7 separate regions of the Mus musculus genome follow, and all the other regions are linked to region 1. The links are chromatin contacts, called in public HiCAR-type and promoter capture Hi-C maps. All regions are on one chromosome and are shown on one strand. Each heading gives the region's core, a stretch centred on a gene start, on an enhancer-like site or on the middle of the called end of the contact. The rest is flanking DNA. Distances are from core to core; before and after follow the strand shown.

The links. Promoter capture Hi-C pulls out the DNA fragments that hold promoters and counts their contacts. HiCAR-type assays count read pairs that join an accessible place to other places.
Region 2: a contact with region 1 is called in a promoter capture Hi-C map of pre-B cells, with 3 times the contacts expected there. The contact joins the promoter of Rnf216 here to the promoter of Sdk1 in region 1.
Region 3: a contact with region 1 is called in a promoter capture Hi-C map of pre-B cells, with 2.5 times the contacts expected there. The contact joins the promoter of Wipi2 here to the promoter of Sdk1 in region 1. A contact is called at or near these places in 1 of 39 promoter capture datasets (pre-B cells) and 1 of 115 datasets of contacts at active chromatin or transcription factors (large pre-B cells).
Region 4: a contact with region 1 is called in a promoter capture Hi-C map of hippocampal neurons, with 4 times the contacts expected there. The contact joins the promoter of Mmd2 here to the promoter of Sdk1 in region 1. A contact is called at or near these places in 3 of 39 promoter capture datasets (the C10 cell line, hippocampal neurons and liver) and 1 of 484 Hi-C or Micro-C datasets (embryonic stem cells).
Region 5: a HiCAR-type map of astrocytes shows a contact between it and region 1, with 4 times the contacts expected there. The contact joins the promoter of Radil here to the promoter of Sdk1 in region 1. A contact is called at or near these places in 4 of 39 promoter capture datasets (embryonic stem cells, hippocampal neurons, liver and 1 more), 1 of 484 Hi-C or Micro-C datasets (embryonic stem cells) and 1 of 115 datasets of contacts at active chromatin or transcription factors (astrocytes).
Region 6: a contact with region 1 is called in a promoter capture Hi-C map of pre-B cells, with 6 times the contacts expected there. The contact joins the promoter of Ap5z1 here to the promoter of Sdk1 in region 1. A contact is called at or near these places in 3 of 39 promoter capture datasets (embryonic stem cells, hippocampal neurons and pre-B cells), 3 of 484 Hi-C or Micro-C datasets (cerebellar granule neurons, cortical neurons and myocytes) and 5 of 115 datasets of contacts at active chromatin or transcription factors (astrocytes, craniofacial prominence, embryonic forebrain and 2 more).
Region 7: a promoter capture Hi-C map of pre-B cells shows a contact between it and region 1, with 4 times the contacts expected there. The contact joins the enhancer-like site here to the promoter of Sdk1 in region 1. A contact is called at or near these places in 5 of 39 promoter capture datasets (cranial neural crest, frontonasal cranial neural crest, maxillary cranial neural crest and 2 more), 1 of 484 Hi-C or Micro-C datasets (embryonic stem cells), 8 of 115 datasets of contacts at active chromatin or transcription factors (embryonic forebrain, embryonic limb bud, forebrain and 5 more) and 1 of 9 other capture datasets (embryonic stem cells).

The regions. Positions count from the first base shown.
Region 1 is chr5:141,239,988-141,243,141 of GRCm38.p6, forward strand. Sdk1 (sidekick cell adhesion molecule 1) reads left to right here and starts at 1,547. Exons shown (of 45, transcript NM_177879.5): 1 at 1,547-2,105. The coding sequence starts at 1,862.
Region 2 is chr5:143,111,338-143,114,491 of GRCm38.p6, forward strand. Rnf216 (ring finger protein 216) reads right to left here and starts at 1,683. Exons shown (of 17, transcript NM_080561.4): 1 at 1,562-1,683.
Region 3 is chr5:142,628,025-142,631,178 of GRCm38.p6, forward strand. It overlaps Wipi2 (WD repeat domain, phosphoinositide interacting 2), which reads left to right and starts at 1,560. Exons shown (of 12, transcript NM_178398.4): 1 at 1,560-1,808. The coding sequence starts at 1,735.
Region 4 is chr5:142,607,229-142,610,382 of GRCm38.p6, forward strand. It overlaps Mmd2 (monocyte to macrophage differentiation-associated 2), which reads right to left and starts at 1,524. Exons shown (of 7, transcript NM_175217.6): 1 at 1,330-1,524. The coding sequence starts at 1,379.
Region 5 is chr5:142,549,366-142,552,519 of GRCm38.p6, forward strand. It overlaps Radil (Ras association and DIL domains), which reads right to left and starts at 1,733. Exons shown (of 15, transcript NM_178702.4): 1 at 1,615-1,733.
Region 6 is chr5:142,462,357-142,465,510 of GRCm38.p6, forward strand. Ap5z1 (adaptor-related protein complex 5, zeta 1 subunit) reads left to right here and starts at 1,575. Exons shown (of 17, transcript NM_172725.2): 1 at 1,575-1,779. The coding sequence starts at 1,739.
Region 7 is chr5:142,414,498-142,417,651 of GRCm38.p6, forward strand. All of the region lies in intron 1 of Foxk1 (forkhead box K1), which reads left to right. Among named protein-coding and RNA genes, the nearest start is that of Foxk1, 15 kb to the left of the region's middle. Within about 2 kb of position 1,699, at least 102 of the 459 cell types and tissues checked have an H3K27ac peak or open chromatin away from gene starts, as enhancers often do. A contact at or near this core is called in pre-B cells, pro-B cells and regulatory T cell precursor, where this site is marked.

The DNA of each region.
Region 1 (3,154 bases), core at 297-2,796:
CACAGCAGACATTGCTCATTTATCGTTCTCTTGGCATTTACATAAGCCTGTAAGCTTGTAGAAATCCACATAGTTGGCAACAGAAATTTACAAATACCACCTTCCTCCACTCCTGCCAGAATCCACTTGTTCTCGGGGTGCCATCGCTGAGGGGACACTTCTTTTACCTAGCAACCATTGCCCATTTAGAAGCCCTGCCTCCCCCCGCACCCCCCCTCCCCCGCCCCAGAGAACAGTGAATATTTTAGATGCAGTTTTTATTCCTTTGCTTTTTCATAGCATGTGTAGGAAAGGGCAAAAGGCAGAGACTGGGTCTTCAGATAGAGCTCATAACCCACCAATTTTATCTGGGCGTCAGTTTCCCCACTTTTCCTTAACTGTTAACACAGGCAGATGTGTCAAGAGGCAGCTCAGTACAGGGACTCTGCAAACAGGAATTAGCGCTAACTCACGAGTCTCAGCCCCTTGCCTGGGGCTTTTTGTTAGCAGGGACAATCATCAATCACAAGTACTTGTAAGCTGACACAACACACTTCCTAGGGAGCCAGCCCCTGGCAGGGCACACTCGCTGTCTCTTTGGCCTTCTAGTCATATATGACCTCACTCAAACTCCATCACAAGCTCTCCGATAACTCCTAAAAACGCAAGACTGGACTGTTACCCGCCTCTCTCTCCAGTTTCCCTCTCACAAAAGTCCCAGCCTCTAGGCTCCAGCGTGCTTAGTTCACCCTATAAACTCAGCTAATGGTTACCACATGCTGCTGAGGGTCCGCGCCCATCCCGACCTCTCCACCCCTGCAGACTCCCCAGGCCCTGGGATGTCCGATCCTTGACGCTGCAGGTCCTTCCTCCAAATCCTCCCACGCACAGCGGGAAGTACCCTGTACTGTGGTCCTGCTGGCCACGCATGACCTTGGACACTTCTTCCAAAGCCATGTCCACTCCTCAGAATAGGTTGCGTCTTTGCGCCCCACGGTGCTTCTGATTGCTGGGAATTGAAAACTCGATCGCGCGCCTTTCTCCTTTGCAATGACAGCAACTTGGCTCGGAACCACCCCAGCATCAGAGTCCCTGGCTGGAAGCAGGAAGGCTCCCGGGACGCATGGAGGGGCGTGCCCACTGGCCCTCCGATCCCTAGTCCCTCGGGCTCAGTAGGGACTGCGGTGCCAGGGGGCCGCCACACCTGGTGTCGTCCCACCCGCGGGACGTGCAGCTCAGCCCCTGGGGTCTCCCGGCAAGGGAGCAGGCACCGCCCCGCCTGAGCACGCCCCGCAGACAAGCCCGCCGGGGAAGCGCGTGCCGAGACGGCGCGCCGGCTGCAATCCCCGCCGCGGGTCCCTAGGGGGCGCAGCGGGCGCGGGAAGTCGCTCTGGGCCCGGGCACGAAATTGCAAGCGGGCGGGCGCGGCGAGTTTGAAAACAAGCGAGCGCCGTGGGGGCGGGTCCCAGGCGCGAGAGCCGCCGGGCTCGGCCAATCAGATGCGGGTGGCGGGCGCGGGCGGCGCGTGCGGCCGGGCTGTGAATGGGGCGCGGCGGTCGCGGCGGCCGAGGCGAGAGCCGGCGCGCGGGCGGGCGCACTTTCTCCTCAGCGCCGGGCGGGGGCGGCGGCGGCAGAGGCGGCGGCAGAGGCGTTCTGCTCAGCTCCCCTCACAGAGCGCTGCGGGGCCGGCGCTGTGCGGCTGCGAGGAGCGGGGGCGACGTGCTGGGCATTTCCTCGCTCGCTGACAACTTCTCCTCGACCCGGCTCGCTGCTCATCGGAGCCCGGACGCCGCCCCTCGGCGCTCGCCGCTGCCTCAGCGGGTCTGCGCGCTCCCGCCCGCCCTGCCCGTCCCGCGGCGCCCGGGGGTGGCGGCTCCGCGGCATGGCCCGCGCCCGGCCCTCGGTGGCGGGCGGCGGAGTCGCGGCGCCCCCTGAGCGAGCGGGGCCCGGGCGGCCGCGGAGGAGCCGGACCGGTCACCACTGCGACCCCGAGTGCCCAGGGCTGCGCGCAGCGCCCAGGACCCCCGGGCCGGGCGCGGGCCGGCGGGCGGCAAAGTTGAGGCCGGGCCGCGGGTGGTGGGCGCTGCTGTTGCTCCAGCTGCACTTGCTGCGGGCGCTGGCGCAAGGTAGGTGCGGGCCTGACCGCCGAGACACCCCCGAGGTGGACTTTGTGGGTGCCTCCCGGGGTGGGCTTTAGGGGTGCGCAGTCCCGGGGTGGACTCCTGAAGCGCGCGCCGCCAGAGGTGACACCCCAGGGGTGGACTTTGTGGGCTCCACCTGGTCTGTATTATGAGTGGACATCTCTGAGGTGACTTTGCAAGTGGACACCTATGGGCTGGGCTTCAGGGGTGCACAATCTTGGGGTGACAACCCGCAGTGTACTTTGTGGGTGCTACCTGGGATAGACTATGTTGTGAGTGGGTATATCTGGGCTGAGTTTCAGGGCTGTGTAGTCTTAGGGTCACACCTTTGGGATGTACTATATGAGTGGAAACCCCTGAGGTGACTTTGCAAGTAATATACTTCTGGGCTGAGGTTTAGGGGTACACAATCTTGGGTGACACCTTTGGGTGAATTTTGTGGGCACCACTTGGTATGCATTATGACTGGACATCTCTGAGGTGACTTTGCAAGTGGACACCTATGAGCTGAGCTTGAGGGGTGACACCCTGTGGTATACTTTGTGGGCACCATCTGGGATGGGCTATGTTATGAGTGGATACCTTTGGACTGAGTTTCAGGGCTGCAAAGTCTTGGGGTGACACCTTTGGGGTGAACTATATTAGGGGTGGACATCACTGAGGTGACTTTGCAGGTAGATACCTCAGGGCTGAGCTATAGAGAGTTACACAGTCTTGGGGTGACACCTCTGGGGTGAACTATGGATGCATACCCCTTGGCTGGGCTGTGGAGGTGCACACTGGAGTCTTGGAGTGGGCATCACCTGGGATAGACTGTATTAGGATTGAACATCCCTGGGGTGGACTTTAGAGATGGACACATCTGGGCTAGGCCTTGGGAGCATGAAATTTTAGAATTCACACTCCTGGGATAGACTGAGTGATCATTTCCTAGATTATATGAATACACATGGTGGATTTTAAGGTTGACACTCCTGTGGGGGTATATTCAGCTTTGAGTGGGCTAGGGATAGATATCTTTGGGGTGTACATTG
Region 2 (3,154 bases), core at 433-2,932, 1.9 Mb after region 1:
ATCTCCTCAGGCTCACCATCCTTCTCTACCCTCAGAAGGCAGAGCTTGGCTATTTCTTAATTAGGATAAGCTAAGGTCATAAAAATACTGTCCTTCCCTCCAAGCAAGGGCAGTGACAAGCCCCTTCTCTACATGTTAAAATAACAAGCAGACGGAGCTTTCATAAGGTCACCGTTCATGGTGGGGATGAAAACTTGACCCTGATGCACACAGGCTCCTATACATACTCTTTCACCCTTGCTCTGAAGGAAAACACAATAAATCCATTAGTCTCACCCAAACCAAACCAAACAAACAAAAATCCAGCAAGGAAGCTGGGCGGTGGTGGTGGTGGCGGCGGCGGCGGCGGCGCATGCCTTTAATCCCAGCACTTGGGAGGCAGAGGCAGGCGGATTTCTGAGTTCTGAGGTCTACAAAGTGAGTTTCAGGACAGGCAGAACTGCACAGAAAAACCCTGTCGCGAAAAACAAAAAACAAAACAACAACAACAAAAAAATCCAGCAAGGAGTTGAGAGTGGAGCTCAAAGGTAGAGCGGCTGTTGAGTAGGAGAAAAATGACACATGCCTTTAATCAGGAAGCAGAGGCAAGCAGACCTCTGAGCTACATGCCCGCAAGGGCTACAGTTAGACTCAACAATAACAATAACAATAACAATAACAATAACAATAACAACATAATGGCAAGATGTGGTGGGGTGGCCTACACCAGGGCAGAGGCATGCAAATTCCTGAGTCCCTTGGGCCCAGCCTCTACTTTTCAGGTTTCAGGCTAGCCTCGGCTATGCAGAAAAATTAAAAAAAAAAAAAAAATGAAGAAAAGAAAAGAAACGAATCCAAGACAAACCCCAGCGGAGATGGCGTCCAAGACACTTAGCACAATGGAGAAGAGGATACCAAGTCATTGCACCCTTTGGAGATGCAAGGAGTTCGGGATCACCGAGGAGCCCCACGAGGGGCCGCCTCGTCCCCTCGAGCGTGGGTCTTGCCGCTCACCCCAGGGTGCCACGCGCACGGGAGCGCTCTCCGCTACCACGCACCGGGACTCCCGACTGCAGGAGTTTCAAGTCCCCTTCACTCGGGAGCTCAGACTGGGATGACAGGCGTCAACTTGGACTCCAAGGGGCCCCAAACTGGCCCGGGCTGGAGTTCGAAGTCGCCAGTCGGTCGCCTCTTCCGCTTCTCCAGGCCGCGGTGGGGAGCGCGGCCACCAGAGCGAGCCGCCAGAGAACCGTCTCTCAGCAGCTCGGCGCCCCCCGCGCAGCAGGCCGGCCCGAGAAACTTCCTCAAGTGACGGGAGGGGAGCCGGCAGGCCAGCGGTCGTCGGCGTCGCTCCCCTCCCGTCACCCCCCGCGCGGGTCCCCGGGCCCCCGGGGCTCGCGAGCGCGTCCCCCTCGGGCCCCGCCCCCACCCCGGTGGCGCCCCGGCGGGAGGCCACTCTCCTCGCTCGACCCGCAGCCCCGGGAGACCGCGCGCGCGAGCGCCCATCACGGACTCGCCCCAACACAGCCAGCCCAGCTCCGCGAGCGCGGCTCGACGCCCGGGAGTTCAGTCTCAAGTTCACCTGAAGAAGCAGCCGCTGGAAAAGCTCCCCCGCTGCGACCGCCGCCGCTGCGACCGCCGCCGCCGCCACCGAGGCCGCTACTGCGTTCCTTCCGGCCTCGCCACCGCGTCCACCTCGCGCCTGCGCGCAGCGCCCCCTCCCGACTAATAACAGGAAGAACCATAGAGGGACGCGGACAGTCGGGGAGGAGGGACCTGGAGAGCGAGACCATAGAGATGGGTGCCTAGCCGGCCTCCATCCAGGCTCCACGACTGCAGAACCTTGACTCCTCCTTGCTGTGGGAAGACAAAAGAACAGCTGAACCACAGGGTCACTGTAGCCGCCCCGATTTAGCTATGAAATCAACCGATTAATCACGTATCTATCCCCTCTTGAGGTGATGCTCTGTACCAGGTGAGAAAGGTAAAATGACCCAACTCTCCTCCCAAGGTATTTGGTGAAGAGTAAAAGTTCCAGCTCTGTTCAATCAAGGTTGGAGTGCTGGCCAGCGCTCAAGAGCACCGACCCAAATTTGATTCATGGAACCCTCATTGCAGCTCACAGTGGTCTGTAATTTCAGTTCTAGAAGATCCCTGACGATCTCTTCCAGCCTCTGTGGGCACCAAGCATGCAAGTTGTACACCGATATACATGCAGGCAAAACATGCATATGCATAAAATCAAAATAAAAAATAGAAATTGAATTTTTTTCAGCCAGGCAGTGATGGTCCACACCTTTGATCCCAGCACTTGGGAGGCAGAGGAAGCCCTGAGTTCGAGGCCAGCCTGATCTACAGAGTGAGTTCAGTATAGCCAGGGCTACACAGAGAAATCCTGTCTCAAAAAAAATTTTTTTTTAAATAAATAAAAAAACCTCAAGTTGTGTGTGTGGTTGTATGTGTGTATATGTATGTGTATGATGTATCTGTGTGCTCTGTCTGGGCTTCTATAGGTTGTGTATGTATAAGTGTGTGTGCTTGTGTGTGTGTGTATATGTTGTGTATGCTTGTGTGTATGAGTGTGTGTATGTGTGCTTATATGCGTATGTGTATATGGTGTGTATATGTAATGTGTGCCTGTGCTTGTGTTTATGTTATATATATATATATATATATATATATATATATATATATATATATATATGAATATGAGTGTGTGGTGTGCTTGTGTGTGTGTATATTATGTGTGCTTGTATATATGTGTATCTGTGCTCATGTGTGTATGTGTGCTCTGTGTGTCTGTGCTTATGTATGTTATGTGTGCTTGTGTGGATGTGCGTGTGTAGATATGCTTGTGTGTGTATGTGTGTATATGGTGTGTTTGTGCTCTGTGTGTGTGCTTGTGTGTATGTGTATATGTTATGTGTGTGCTCTGTGTGTCTGTGCTTATGTGTGTGTATGTTGTATACAAATGAGTGTATGACGTGCTTGTGTATGTTATGTGTGCTTGTGTGTATGTGTGTGTGTATATGCTTGTGTGTGTGCTCTGTGTGTCTTTGCTTGTGTGTGTACACTTGTGTGTATGTGTATATGTTGTATGTGTGTGTGTTTCTGAGATTGAACCCAGGGCCTCATAGATGCTAGAGAAGCTGTCAATCACTGAATTACATTTCCA
Region 3 (3,154 bases), core at 310-2,809, 1.4 Mb after region 1:
CTAGCCAAAAGTGAGCCACAGATACCACACCCCTCCTCCCAGTGATCAAGGACCACTGTAGAAGAGTCTGAAAGACTATAAGAGCCAGAGGCACTGGATACTGTCAAGGAAATGGTGTTTTCTGGACTAGCAGGGCAGCTACACACATGAACTCACAGTGGAATATACCAGACCTGTGCAAGCTAAGCCAGGCAAGATGTATGTATAAGAGAGATGGGCATGAAGCCTCACACCTAGCTAAGCTGTTGTTAACTGGTAGCTGCTGGGAACGGGGAATCAATTTCCTTCAAGGGTATGTATGATCTCCGATAGGTCTTCCAGTGGAAGACCATATCCAAAACTATATAGGCAACACAAAATGGAATTGGTGGGTTTAAAAAAGAAAGACTGAAAAAAAAAAAGACATAAAGTTGGGTGGGTAGGGAAGAAGAGTGGATCTGGGTGGTGGTGAGGTTGAATATGATCAAAATGCTTTGCATGAAATTCTTAAAGAATTCATTAAAAAAAAAAAAAAGAAAAGCTGGGAATCGTAGCACATTTAATTCCAGCACCAGAGGGCAGAGGACGGAGGGCAGATGGCCGAGGGCAGTATATTTCTATGCATTGAAGATTAAGATGGTGAGTTCCAGAAGAGCCAAGGTCTCCAAAGGCTAAAGCAAACCATTTTAAAGGCTACTTTAAACAAGCGTGGTGGTGCAGCTCCATAATCTTTTAAGAGGTAAAGGCAGGAAGACCGGGAATTCAAGGTCAACCTCAGCTACAGAGTCCAAAGCTAGCCTAAGATAGATGAGCCCCGATCCAAAGACAACAAACAAAACAAAAACACGAAACAGGAAGGGTGGGAAAGTGTGCGCCATCTTTTCCTCAACAACTTTGCCATCTTTGCCCCTCTGGCTGTACTAACAAAGTTCGACTTTGCTCCCCGCTTAACTGTCCTCAAGGACAGCACACTGCTCTTGGGAACTACCAGCCTCTTGCCTAGAGGTTCAGTTCTAACAGCACAGAACAAGTCTCTCTCTTCTCCAGGACCTTCGCCACCAGAACATTTCTATCTCCTTGAAGGGAAGAAGAGAAAGGAAAGAAGGGAAGCAGCGGGAAGGAGAGAAAGGTGCTTCCCATAGACTGTTGCACGGACCAATACATTTAAAGTAGAATCCTGTCCCAAGGACCGTGACCGCACGCGCCTTTCCAGTCTCAGACCCAACATTTGGCAAATCGTTTGCAGTTCTGCGCCTCGCTTTTCAAATCTGCAAAACGGACGTGCGACATTCTCTTCGAGCAACGCGGTGCGCCAAAGTTCCTAGAACAATGATCAACGACTCAGGACCAACGAGGTAACTCGCCGTTCTCAGACAGCAAGCCCCCGCCCACTCTCCGCCACGCGCAGGCGCACCCACCAGCGCACCTTTATGCATGCGCAGTCGACCGGAAACACCCGCGGATGCCTGCGGCGAAGAGGCGGGGCCTACGCAGCGGGCCTGCGCGGAACGCCGCCGTGCGACGCGAGGGTGGGCGGGACCGCGCAAGCGCGCAGCCCGTCCCGGCTCTGGAGCATAAACAAGAGTGGGGACGGGATGAGGCGGCAGTTGGTCCCCGCGCAGCGAGAGGCGGCGAGCGGGGCGACCTGCCGGACCGGACGTCGATCCTGAGTGTAGCGTGCTCCCGCGGGCCGCCCGAGTCGAGCTGCGCGCGCTCCCGCCAAGGGGGGTCCGAGGCCGTCGCGCGCTCGCAGCCATGAACCTGGCGAGCCAGAGCGGAGAGGCCGGCGCCGGCCAGCTGCTGTTCGCCAACTTCAACCAGGATAACACGTAAGGCCGGGCGCGGACGCGGGGCCGGGGCAGAGACCAGGGCTGGTCAGGTTGAGGGGTATGGGCGGGGGGCGTGCTGAGCCCGCGCGGCCGCTCGAGCGCTGCTGCCTCCTGGGCCGGGGGAGGTGATGGAACTCGGGGTGCCCCCATCCACCTGTCCTGAGACCTGGCCTTTCGCAAAGTTAGGAAGGAACTGTGCACGCCGGTTTGCGCCTGTCACCCGGACTCGGTTTTGCGGCCATCCTGGGCATCGCCCGCCTCCCCCTTTCTATACATCTGTATCCTCACTGCTTCTGTCGCTTTTCATGGCTTTTCTTTTTCTGTTTGCTTATTTCTTCTCTGCCGACCTTTCTGGCAAGTAACTTTGGTCTCCTCCAAAAAAGGACCAAACGGCAGTAGTAATCCAGGCCTTCGATCTGAGACTTTATCCTCAAGGGGTCTGGGAGCTTCAAAAGGGGGTGAGGTGGGCTATTCCTGGGGTAAAAAAGAACCTTCGTACCGGTCCACTGTTTTACCGGACTGAACTCCTGTAGTTCCCCATCTGGTTCTTCAAGGCTGCCTCGTTGGCATACCTGGAAGGTAGGTAATAGATGAGGTTTCTGATGAAGGATGGATGAGTTATGGGACTGGAAGGGAGAAGAGCCATCTTGGGAAGTGAGTAAGAGGAAGTGATGTAAGAGGAGGAGGAATGGGTCACTTGGCATCACACTAAGTAGTTGGTCGCTACTGGCACAATAGCATTAGCAAGGCAGGGACTGAGGCTTTTGTTTTTCCTCACTTAAAAGTTAGATTGGAGAATGGCAAGTACCTGTGTGGAGGGAGGTGCAACAGGTGCTCAGTTGGACCTTTAGACGAGCTCAAGAAGGAGGTGCTGTCCTGAAATTGGGACCAGCCACAAATGAGACTGTGAAGTTCAGAAAGGGCTAGAGTCTGTCAGGATCTTAAAGTTGGCTAATAGTGGGATGGGGCAGGCTTGGGTTCTCATCCCCTGAGGTTGCTCTCCTGGTGTTCTTTCCGTTGTAACACACTGGGTCTTTTCTACATTAGAACAGAATGCTAAAGACACTGAGTCCAGAAGTAATAGTGGACCTGGGCACTGGAGAGCTGGTTCAGTGGATAAAGCACTTGTCACACAACTCTGAGGCCCAGAGTTGGGATCCCAGCACCCATAGAAAAGCTAGGCAGCTGTCTATAATCCCAGCAGATCCCTGGCTAGTTAGATGAGCAGGGTCAGTGAGCTCTGGGGTTCAGGGAAGAGACCCTACTTTGGTAAATAAAGAGGGAGACACCTGGCCTAAACAACTGACCTCCACACAAGTGTATGCACACTGGCAGGTGTGTACCTC
Region 4 (3,154 bases), core at 274-2,773, 1.4 Mb after region 1:
GGCTTCAGTTCTGGGGCAGTAAATCTGCAAGTGTGCAGAGAAATGGTGAGCCTGGAGGCTCACCATTTACTCAAGTGAAACAGTTCTATCTCCTACGACCGGGTCTTTTCTCAAAGGCCTATCTCTCCATCCGCCACAGAGGCAATCACATCTCCATGAGCAGCCAGGCATACCAGCCCACACTTGTAATCCCAGCCTTCAGGAGGCTGAGGCCAAAGGACTGCTGTCCGTGTAAGGCTGACCTGGGCCACATAGTGTGTTTCAGAGAAGCCTGGGCTACTAGGCTATAGAATGAGACATTTTTTAAAAATAAAATTAAAAAAAGGACTAGGAAAGGCATGACAAGATGGCTCAGCAAGTCACGGAGTTTGCCACAAAAGCCTGGAGACCAGGGTTCAATCTCTGGAATTCATAGATAGTGGGAAGGAAAGATTCAACTCCACAACATTGTCTGACCTCCATATATGTGTGGGGTACACAACCCCACATGCAATAAAAATAATAGTAATAATAATGATACTCGTTCAAGACAACCAAATCAAATCAAAATGCACACCAGATAATGAAAACTTCGTATTAAAAAAACACAATGCAAAATAACTCACAACTAACGTGTTCAGATGGGAATCAGGTATACAAAATGTTAACTAAAATATACTCTTGTGAGTCCCAGCCCTAATTTCAGCATCCAGGGGGGCTAAGGCTGAAGAATTAAGTTCAAGACAAGCCTGGGCTACATAGTGAGATCAAGGCCAGCCTAGGGTATGTAGCAAGACTGTCTCGAAAACAGGAAAAGAAGGACCAGTGTTCCCGAGCTAGACAGAGCTCTGTGAGGTCAAAGGACAGCTTGGTCTACAAAGGAGGGTCCAAGCCAGCCAGGACTACTATAGTGAGACCTGACTCAAAAAATAAATAAATAAAATAAAAGAAAGAAAAGAAAAGAAATCTGGGTTCAGGGAGGACCCCAGAGAGCTCCACAGGGATGGAGCAGTTCCCCCACCCTTAGATTTGCTTTCTAAGGATCATCTCATATAATCCTCCGTGGTTCCGAATGGTGGAGACTCTCAGAGTTCACCGGGTCGCAAATGTGGAAACTGAGCTTTGGACCGAAGAAGCACCTCGCCCAGGGGAAAAAGGAAACTCGGAGAATCCGCTGCGCTGAGCGCAAAAGCGGGGTGACAATTACCACTCCGTTATGAAGAAGCTGGGTTGTTCTAGCCCCAGGCAACGGGGTCTGTGCATCGAGCCCAGTTCTCCAGACAGTGGGGAAAGGAAAGAAGGATCTTGGTGTCCTGGCCCCTGTCTATCACCCCCTGACCCGCTACTCACCTTGCATATTTGGTTTTCTGGAAATCCAGCAGCCTGGCCAGAGTGAACATCGCCGCGGTTCCATCAGCGCCCAGACCAGGGCTGGGACGCGGGAACACCAGGAGCCGCTTCGGGAGGCGCAGCAGGTTGGAAAGGTGTCAGATCCTCGGGCTGCTCCAGGGCCTTGAACAGACCCGATCAGTTGCCTCCGGAGCCCCGAGCCCCTGAGCCTGGAGTCTCCCGGATCGCAAATCCCGAGCAGATGGTGGCGGGGGCGGGGCGGGGGCGGGATATGGGGGGGACTTGGGCGCACGCTGCCAATCGCCCGGCTGGGAGGCCCCCTCCCTCCTGCTAGCTTCTCCCCGGGTCCCCTCCACCCCATTGCTGTTCTAGCCAGCAGAAGACAGCTTGGACTAGACTGAACTGCCTCTGTTACGGCTTGCCATCCGGGCAGCACTGCAAAGCCACAGGGGACGCCTGGGGACCGAACTAGGTGGCACCCTCAGTTTACTTATTGCAGGCTCTTAGCCCTGAATCCACCCTACCATCCAGGACTCTGTGTCTCTAGGAACCATCTTGCTCCACCCCCTCCCATTCCACCTTCGCCGCTGCTCCCCTCCCCCCTGCCCCCTGCCCCAATCCCCATTCACATCCACATCCCAGTACCAAGATGGGGACATTCCATCATGTTCAGAATCTACAGCCCCAAGTCTATCCTCATGTCTTCAAACTCCAGTTTTCTTTTTATTATTACTTTATTGCATTTTAATATTTTAAAGCATTTATTTTTAATTTATGTGTGTATATGTGCGCAGGGTGGGGGTGGGGCTATGTGCATATGTGAGTGCAAGTGTGTGGAGATAAGAAGTCTGGGATCCCCAGGAGCGGGAGTTAGGGGCAGTTGTGAGGCAACCGAAGCGGGTGTTGGGATTCGAACTCCAATCCTCTGTATGCACAGGAAGCACTCAACCGCTGAGCAAGCTCTCCAGCCGCCTGCAGTTACGTATTTATCATGCGTGTAGAGGGCAGAAGGCAACTTGCAGGAGTTAGCTTTGTTCCTACACCATGGACAACTTAGGGACAAAACTCAGGTCTTCCGGCTTGAAGACAAGCATCTTTACCTGTTGAGCTGGCTCACCAGCCACCAGATTCAGCTTTCTGCTTTAGGGGGGGGCGTGACATCTTTGGAGGACGTGGGAACCCAATCTGTCTCTGAACATTTTGAACACCCCTTGAGGGAGCTGCAGGGGCAAGATGGTCTTTGGTGTTCATGACAGCTACTATTGTTGACTTTCCACTTGGCAGGATCTAGAATCACCAAAGATACAACCTCTGGGCATGTCTGTGAGGGATCTTATTGGTTGGGTAAGGGAAGGAAGGCCACCCCTAAATGTGAGCTGGACCTTGATCCTGGGCTGGGGGCTGGCCTTGAATAAAAGAAATATTGTGAACTTAATGCCAGAGTTCCTGTCTCCTAGATTCTTTTTGTTGTTGGTGGTGGCGGTTTTGTTTTTAGAGATAGGGTTTCTCTGGGTCGCCCTGGCTACCACTCTGTAGACCAGGCTGCCCTTGAACTCAGAGATCCACTTACCTCTGCCTCAATGCTGGGATTAAAGGTGTGCATCACCCCGGCCCAGCATCTCTCTGCTTCTTGACCATGTATGCAAGGTGACCAGATGGGTCCCCAAATTGACGACAAGTCCTCTCCTCCTCCACCATGGCTTCCCCCTTCCTAAGTCCATAGCCCCCTGATCGTCTCAATTTGCTTATTTTTACCCAGTGCTACAGGTTGAATTCAGGCTCCAGCACATGCTAGATGGACACTCCATGATTAGATTACATCTCT
Region 5 (3,154 bases), core at 483-2,982, 1.3 Mb after region 1:
GAACCTGGGTGGGTGTGACTCACTCCTCACCAGCGTCTCTCCTCAAGGGCCCCGAGTCCCAGTGAATGCCGAGCTTTCGCTTCTTGGTTTTTCAGAAAGTTTGGGTTTTTTTTTTATGCCCATCCTCCCCACGGCCACTAAAGAGTGGGCCCTGAGGTGGCCCTGAGTGGCTTGTAGACCTCTTTCCTTCCTAATCACAGAATCAAGAGTGGAGCCTGTTTGTCCACACAGGACAAAAATGTTTCTCAAAAGGCCACTTGGAATTCAGGGAAAGTCCTACAGAGGCGAGTACGCCCTGGGTAACCAGATCTGTTTTTCTGGAAGTATGACCTGTCTTTTCCTTTTTCTGCCTCATTCTCGCCTCTGACACACAAACATTTGAGGACAGCTCAGGTCCCAGAGAGTCAAGAGTACACGCAGGGCTCTCGCCGTGGCTGCCTCAGAAATTGTCTCTTTTCTTGTTCTCCGATTCTGCTTTTTTAAAAAAGAAAAAAAGAAAGGAAGAAAAGAGAAAAAAGAAAGAAAAGGAAAAAAAGTAAGGTTAAGTCACAGAGACCAGGCAGGCAGTGAGGTCAACGACGGCTGACATGGGTGGAGGGACGTCTCTGTTCCAACAGGACAATGTGGAACACATTATCATTCCAACAGAAGAAAAACTGAGCAGTCAACTTTGCAGACGGCGCATTAGCCTCCTCCCCTCATCCACAAATCCTATCTTTATGGCTCCAGCTGGAGGGCGGCTTTAAAGGCAAGCATAATTCAATCAGGTTTCATTTGGGCCGCTAGTCACTTAGCAAAAAGGGACTGACTTCTCCCAGCAGGATTAAAGAGAAGCTCCTCTCTGGAATGCACAAGAGGTGGCCCGCAGCACCGAGAGACACCAGTAATCAAATTCTTTTTGGTAATTCAGATTAACCAAACACTCGACAGGCGACAGAGGCTGGGCCGGGCAGGTCTGCAGCCTGTCAGGCCCCCATCCCAGGGCTCCCCAGGGACAGAAGCCAGATCCCTTTGAGGGCCTCGGAGCTCCAGCTCAGCATCTGTCTCAGGCGCGGCACTTGTCGGGGGACTGGCTGGAAATGATACAGAAATAGCTGGAGAAACAATGCCTCTCGCGGGCACACCGATGGGGAGGAGACGCGATGCGGGACGGGTGTAGGCGGGGGTGTCACCACCATCCTGGTGGGCGAGTGCGGGACTCCCGCCTTGAGCTCTTTCGGGTTGTTCCAGGTTAGATTGCACCTCCAAAGCACTACCAGGTAAACTGAGGCCTGGAAAGGTCCCTTGGCCACGAGTGACGGAACCCGGATTGCCCCTGGAAGTCCACGGGGCCACGCAACCCGCGCCCACCCGGCCTTCAGGTGCAGCTCCCCCGGGCCGCTCCAGGCCCCGTGCGCTCGCCGGTTTCCATGGCAACCGAGCAAGCCTGCCTCCATCGCGCCCGGACTCGCCGTGGGGACCGTGACCAGCGCGGCCCCGCCCCAGCGCGTGCCCCGCCACCCGTGTCTCAGCCCGCGGTCTCCGCACCCTCCGCGGGTCCCCGCAGTGGCCCAGCCGCACCTCCTGGGCCATCCTCGGCCTCTGCTGACCTTCCTTCTCGCGCCCCGCACTCACCTCAGCGCAGCCTGTCAGCTGCGTCCCCCGCGCGCGGCTCCCACGCCCGCCGTTAGCCGAGCTGGCGCCCGGCTCGAAGCGCCTCCTGCCGGCCGCGCAACGGACAGGGCGAGGCCTCCGAAGGGGCGGGGCCTCTGGGGGCGGAGCCTCTAAGGGCGGGGAGTCGGGCGAGACGAACAGAAACTTGACACCTCAGCGCCCAATGGGCAGAGACGGAGCCTCGAGTGGGCGGGGTCACATGTATTAGGGCGGGCCTGGCCGACCGAGAAAGATAGGCTGTGCGCTAGCGCCCCCTTCTGGTCCCCAACGGTAAGAACGATTCTCTAAGAGGTGTGGCCTTTGAGTGGGCGTGGCCTCGGCAAGGGGGCGGGGCTAGTTTCCCAAAGTCGAGTCGTGGTATCTCAAGGGGCGGGGCTGCAGGAAAGAAGGGCGTGGCCTGTTCTTGGGCCCCCCTGCTTTGGGGTTGTGTACTCTATGATCAAGTAGGTGGTGTTTGGCCTCCACCCCAGTTAGTGGACGAAGGTGGAGGGGTGGACAAAGATGGACAGGTACATAACTGAATATGCATGAAACTGACCAGGGACAGGAAGGCCAGACTTTTATTTTATTGAATATATTTTTATTTATTCATTGACAATTGCATACGTGTATATAGTGTGTGTTGTCAGCATTTAACCCCAGTTCTTTAATTTTAATGTATCCTTCGTAGAATTTTATTTTACATTTTAGATAGGGTCTCATAGATGCCAGATTGGCCTCAAACTCCATGTGACCAAGGCTGGCCTTGCACTCCTGATGCTATTACCTCCATTGTCCTTGTGTTGGAATTACAAGCTTGCACTACCATGCCTAGTTAATGTAGTTCTGGGGATCGAACCAAGGGCCTCATGTATGCAATACAAATGCTCTACCAACTGAATCACTTCAACCCTAAGCAGCCAGAATTTTAAAAACACAAGTCAAATTATGGCAGACTAACTTTAAACCATGCAAAATGGGACCAAATCAGCTCTAGGTCCTTGACCCAAATAATGTATTTTGCTTTGACTTCTCTCTGGTATGTTCAGTGATCTCAAACTGCACACCCTAACCCGAGAAGTATATCTTTTTGTGGGCAGTTTGTCAAGAACTATACTGTAGAGAAGTAGTTCTCAACTTTCCTTAATGTTGCAACCCTTTAATACAGTTCCTCACTGGGTGGTTTGAATAGATATGGCCCCATACACTTCTGTGTTTGAATGCTTGGCCCATAGAGAGTGCCACTATTAGGAGGTGTGGTCTTGTTGGAGGAAGTGTGTCACTGTGGGGGTGGACTTTGAGGTCTCCTATGCCCAAGCTACACCTAGTATGACATATGGTCAGCCTCCTGCTGCCTGCGGATCGAGATGCAGAACTCTCAGTTCCTCTTCCAGCACTATGCCTGCCTGGATGCTGCCATGCTTCCCACCATGATGATAATGAACTGAACCTCTGAAACTGTAAGCAGGCCCAGATAAATGTTTCTTTTACTTTGGTCATAGCATCTCTTCACAGCAATGAA
Region 6 (3,154 bases), core at 325-2,824, 1.2 Mb after region 1:
AAGCAGGCATAGGGTTGGGGCAGTAGCTGAGAGTTTACATATTGAGACAGCCGCTGCAGGACAGAGTTGAGCTAATGGGGGATGCTTTGGGCACTTGACTGCAGGCCACACCCCCTAACCCTTCCCAAACAGTTCCACCAACTGGGGTCAAAACATTCAAGTATATGAGCCCATGGGAGCCATTCTCACTCAAGCCACCACCCCATGGCGGCTGCCTCAGAGCCCCTGGCATTCATCCTGACACTCAGCCAGGTGAGAAACAACCCACTTGTCCCTTTTTTCTGTGTACATGTTTTTGGGTGTGACTGCACCTGTGTGTGTATTTGTGTGGAGGCAGAGGACAACCTCAGCTGCTGTTCCTCAAGTGGGGTGTGTGTTCACATGCAGAGGCATAGGCATATGTACACTGGCCACAGGAGACGTGAGCAGATCAGAGGACAGCCTTCAGGTGCCCACCCTCATGGCTACTTACACCTTGTCTGAGACAGATTCTCTTTACCATCTCATAAGCCAGGGCGGCTTATCCTCCAGCCTCAGGAGAGTCTCCTGCCTCCTCCATCTCCTGTAGGTGTGCTGGGATTACAAATCCTTACACTACTGGGCTCAGGTTTTATGTAGCTTCTGAGGACCCAAACTCAGCCTGTCAGGCCTGTGTGTCAATCACTTTCAGGTTCTGAGTCTTCTTTCTTGCCCTACCTCTTCTCTGAGACAGAATCTCTCGTTGGCCTGGGACTTGCCAAGTAAGCTAGGGCCGGCCAGCAACCCTTAGGGATACTCCGATCTCCACTTCCTCAGTGCTGGGACTGCAAGTGTGGGTTTTATTTTTATATGGCCACCCAGGGATGGAACTCAGGTACTCATGTTCACTTTTACCAGCTGAGCCGTTTCTACTTCTGCCCGTTTCTCCCTGAAGCCTTGCTTATTACTAGGCCATGAGCACTAGGTATTGATTGGCAAGAGCCAGAAAGACACGGGTCCAAGTGTCTTTCCCACTGTGACAGCTCCTCAGTCTACTACCAGTTTCCTTTTTCTGTGTGTGCAATAGGCACCCATCTCCCAACCCAAATAGGTGAATAGTGCCAGGGCCTCATCTTAAAACCCAAGACTAGCAAGACATTGGGTATTTCTGCAGCAAAGAGCCTGACAGAATTTATAAAACGTGTCTGCCATACAGCTTTTGCTAAGGATGTTCTTTCTCTGCCACCAAGTCGCGCCCCCAGCCTCTCACTGGGGTAAATCTAGTCACCCTACTGCTAAACTATGTGCCTGCCTAGTCTCTCCAGGTCTAGAGTCTACCACTGGCAGTTCCGGGATCAAAGGAAACTGTTTCGGAGCCAGGAGTTCTGGGTTCCAAGGACCACGGTTCCATGACTCCCTGGCTGCTGACTGACGTGGAGAGAAGCCCAGGAGCTAGGCGGGAACTGGCTTCTGTACTGCAATATTTTGGCCAAGGCCTCCGCCCCGCCCCGCCCACCTGCCGCAGGACCGGAAGCTGGTCTGTCTTTTGCGCGGGGGAGTGGGAGGGATGGCCCTCCCACGTGGTGTGGCACCGGAAGCCGTCAGCTAGCGCTCCAGATTCTCCCACGTGATCCAGCCAGGACGCGGGAGGGTGGTGGCGGGGGTAAGAGGTGGGGCGAAAGAGGGCAGACACAGTCCGGTCACATGACACGTCATGTGACACGATCCCGGAAGTCCGCGGCAACGTTTCGGGCACTGGTGGGCTTGGAGCCGTGTCGGCATGTTCTCGGCGGGCGCGGAAAGTCTGCTGCACCAGGCCAGGTCTGCCGATCTGGGGCTGGGGCCACGGGGCGTGAGACGAAGCCGGGGAGGAGCGGGGAGGCGGTGGTCCCGCTGCACGGTTCGGGTCTCCGTGTGGCGCCGGGTCCGGGGCTCAGGGCGACCTGCGTGGAATGTGAGGCGCACAACTCAGCTAAGGGATCCTCCTCATCGTGTCTGGGTCCATGCTAGTGCTGACCCTGCACTGAGAGTCTAGGTTCTTTCCCAAATAGCCAGCCCAAGACTTGGTGGTACGTGATTCAGCGAAGGAAACGACTACCCGAAGCCCAGACCTGATGCATTTGGTAAACTGAAAATGCAAAGGGACAAATCTGGACTCTGAGCTGGGCCACTCGTGGGGAAAGTTTAGAATGGTTAAGATCTCTGGGATCTCCCAGAGCCTGAAAGAGTTAAAAGTCTGGAGTCTACGAACAAGACAGTACTCCGAAGACAGAGGGACTTAATAGGTAAATGACCTTGCCACCAAGCCTGACTCTCTCGATTCGACCCCCGGGGCTCGGGGAGGAAGAAGAAAATCAACTCCAGCAAGTTGTCTTTGGATCTCCACTCGAGCACCCCAACATGTACATAAATAAATGTAATAAATTAAAAAACAAAGACAGTTTTCTTAAGATCTATTAGGAAAATGGTTGGTGACCCAGCCACACAGTCTCCCCATGGGCCCACAGCCCTCCTTTGCCTTCAGTACTGGGTGGGTACTTTTCATTTTTAAGCAGTAACCTTTTCATGCCAACACAAAAATAACGCTATCCTGTCTCATAGCATCTGTGGTTTATCACTGCCCCAGTTGGGTACAACCCTGGGCCATTTGTATCTCCTTTTGCTCACCCAGCCTGTTCTCTAGGTGCCTCAATAAGACTCTGGGTGGAGGATGCAGGAAACAAAGCAGGCGAGGGTGGTAGGAAAGCTACTGGAGACCTTCCTCGGCCTGGGACATGTGGTACCTGCAGAGACAGTGCAGAACCAAGTTCAAGTACCTGACAGACAGGCTCAAAATGGGGGCAGTTTGCAAACCATCAGCCCTGTCAGGACACCATAGTGGGACTGTCAGCCATGATTTAGGAAGTTGGGGGCTCTCTTCCTCAGCGCCCACAGACAACTGATCCATTTATTTATTTATTTAGAGATGGCTGAGACAGAGTTTTACTGTGTGGCCCCTGAAACTCACTCTGTAGACCAAGCTGGCCTCAGACTCACAGAGATCCACCTGCCTCTGCCTCCCAAGTGCTGGGATTAAAGGCGTGCGCCACCACCACGCTGGGCAATTCCTTCATCATGGCCCTTTATTTTGTGGTGCTGGGAAGGAACCCAGCATGCATGTAGGCAGGCACCCCTTCCACCTCTTTTCCTTCCTTTT
Region 7 (3,154 bases), core at 449-2,948, 1.2 Mb after region 1:
AGCAGAATGGGTCTTTCTGATTCGGGGTCACAGTGGTGGTAAAGTGTTAGTAGCCCACCATGTGTCCAGGAGCCACTGGAGGGCTTGGCCTGGGGGTGGAGTGGGGGGGGAATGTGGCTGGGTTTGGTTTCCTTAAGCTTTTTTGTTTTTGTTGTTTTATATGTAATTAATTAATTAATTAATTAATTAACTCTTGTGGGGGTGGAGCAAGTGTTCGGAAGTCAGGGGACAGCTTGCTGGTGTCAGTTCTCTCCTTCCACTGTGTGAGACCCAGGATTCAGTGTTGGCAGCAGGCATCTTTACCCACACAGTCATAAAAACGTTTTAATTGTGTGTGTGTGTGCGCGTGTGCATGCGCGCGTGTGCGTGCGTGCCCCCACCCTATACCTGGGATTATAAGAAGTGCCACCATACTTTGAAGGAAGACAGTGTCCCAGCCTCTGGCGTCCACCCTCTGTGCTTCTGGGTTTATGGGGAGGAGTTGTTGAGGGAGGTCAGCAAACTTGCTGCTTGACATTTAAAACCAACTTTCAGGCTTTCTGCCTCTGTCCATGGAGATGCCATGTGGAGAACTGGGGTCTCCAGGAGATGTGATACTGGAAGACTGGAGCAAGTTAGAGGGCTTGAAAGACAGGAAATGGTGATCTTCTGGGCTGGGATGCCCAGGTACCCACTTTGTACAGGACCACCTTGGGAGGTGGGGACAGGTGCTAAGGGACAGGAGGGTCCTCAGCTAGAGTGAACATTTGGGGGAACTAGGGGTGGACACTGGTAGGCAGTCTCTGGCTAGGGTTTTTCATACCAGTATTATGAATAGAATCCAGAGCCTTTTAATGGGGGGGAGGGGCGGGGGTCTAGGCCAGTTCTGTACTCCTGAGCCACACCTCCAGCCTTTCACTGGGGGTGGAGGGCTCTAGGCAAAGGTTCTACCTAGGGCCCATGCTCCCAGCCCTTTTACTATTTTGAGATAGGATTTTATTAAGTTGCCCAAACTGGCCTTGAACTCCTGGTCCTCATCCCTCAGGCTCCTCTAAGTAGCCCTGCAGGCTTCTGGAGCTGTTTTTATTGCAGAGCAAACCATCCGGACTAATGGGCCATCAGGGATAAATCACAGGACCAAGGATGCGATTTACATAACGGTTAAACCAGTTTAGTGTATCCCGAGAAGGGAGCCAGCTCCTCCCCAAGCGATTATTCAGCGTTATTAATCTGCTTTATGGCCCAGTTTCCCCAAATGGGTAATTGCTCCTTCAAAGTATTAAAATTTATTTAGAAACCTAGGTACATGCAGGAGAGGGAAATGGCCTGACAGCTCTTGAAAAAAAAAGTTCTTTTTTCTGCTACAGGGTTTCATTTGGCCCAAGCTAACCTCCAACTCACAATCCTCCTGCCTCAGCCTCCCACACAGAGTACCATTCCCAGCTGGGTATCCATTTATTCCTTGTGCCTTTTCTTTCCAGTGTGTCTTTCCTGATTCTTCTTTTCTTTCAAAATAAAGAAAGCTATTTTATTTTATTTTATTTTTTATGTTTTATTTACTTAATTGTCTGAGGAGGGGATAGGCATCATGATTGGGGTATGGAGATCAGGACAGCTTTGGGGAGTCACGTGGGTCCGTTCACTCTACCGGCTGAGCCATCTCACTCACCTCAGATCTTTCTAGGCCACGTGGGCCCCGAGTGGCATCCTGTCTTACTAAGATTGCAGAGCTGTGGCTTGGTGCTGGTTCTCAGGCTCGGGCCTCTTCTAAATTTGGGTACAGGGAGACTAGGAGAGCCAAGCAGTCCCCTGTGGGGCCAGCTGTCCTTCCGAGGAGTGTGCTGTAAGAGAGGAGGGTTAAACCAAATAAAGGCTCTTGCAAATTCCTCCCGATGATAAGAGGCGCCTTTGTTTTGTTTGGGTTCTTATCTGGGCCGGCTTAGAGGTCTCTAAGCTGGAGTCTCCGCTGTTTTGTAAACATCTCTAACCCCTGCTCTTCTCCCTCTGGAGAACTAGAGGCTTCCTCTGCCTTTGATCAGATCTTATCAATGGCTGCTGGTGTGAGCCGTCTGCCCGGAAGGCAGAATAGACCTGAAGAAAGAAGCTCCCTTGGGGAAAGGCCTGGTTAAAATGACTGACTCTAAATCTAGGTTTCACAGGGCAGGCCTGGTGGACAGATCTACAATCCCTACCACCACCACCTCCCTGCACTGGGGAGGTGGAAGAGTGTCACAGACCTGAGACTAGCCTGGGCTACGTAATAACTCTAAGGCCAGCCTGTAGCTACATAGTAAGACTGTCTCATAACACAAAAAAAAGAAAAAGCAGCAAATGTTTAGAAGTCTTTGTTTCCTAGTAGAAGGAGTTAGGAGACTACAGTTCTGAGATGTGTCAAGGGCTGTGGTTGACTGCTGACCTGGGACTGAAGCTGTAGTTTCTCTGCGAGCCTAAGGTCTTCAGGTCTGTCCGTCTGTCTGTCTGTTCATAAACACCCTGAATCTAATTTCAAGTTCTCTTTCAGTGGGTCCTTGAGTTAGGGATTTAATTTTTTTAAAAAAACATTCCATTTGTTTATTGTGTGTTTGTGCACTTGGGCAGCACATATGTAGCAGTCAGAGGACAACATGTGGGAGTCTGTTCTCTTCTTCTGCCCTCTGGGTGCTGGTGATGGAATTCAGGTGACAGGAACCTTAGCCACCAAACCATATTGCTGCCTCTCCTTCAGAGAAATGAGCACCACCAGGGCCCTGCTGGGTGTGCTTGGTGCTGTGGCAGATGCACCCACCATGCTCCTAGAAGGAGGAAATGGAGGGGCCACGCATGGCAGAGCTGCTTGGCTGCCCAGTGGGAGGTTCCAGGTCACTGCACACACAGGTTAAGGCCACTTTTGATAGACACTGGACCATGGAGGCGCCCTAGCGCCTGCATGTGACATCACAGCAGGTCTACAGCTTGGGTTTCTTTCTCTGTATCTGGTACTTGTGGGACAGTTGCTCTTTTTCTGGCTCTGTGTAACTCTTGGTTTGTTTGTTTTCATCATTCATTCATTCACTCATTCATTCATCCATCATGTGTTGAGTGGTGGGGGTGGGTGCATGTGTCAGATGTCAGGAAAGCTTTCAGGAGTTAGTTCTGTCCTTCTGCCATGTAGACTAGGCCATTGAACTCAGGCTGT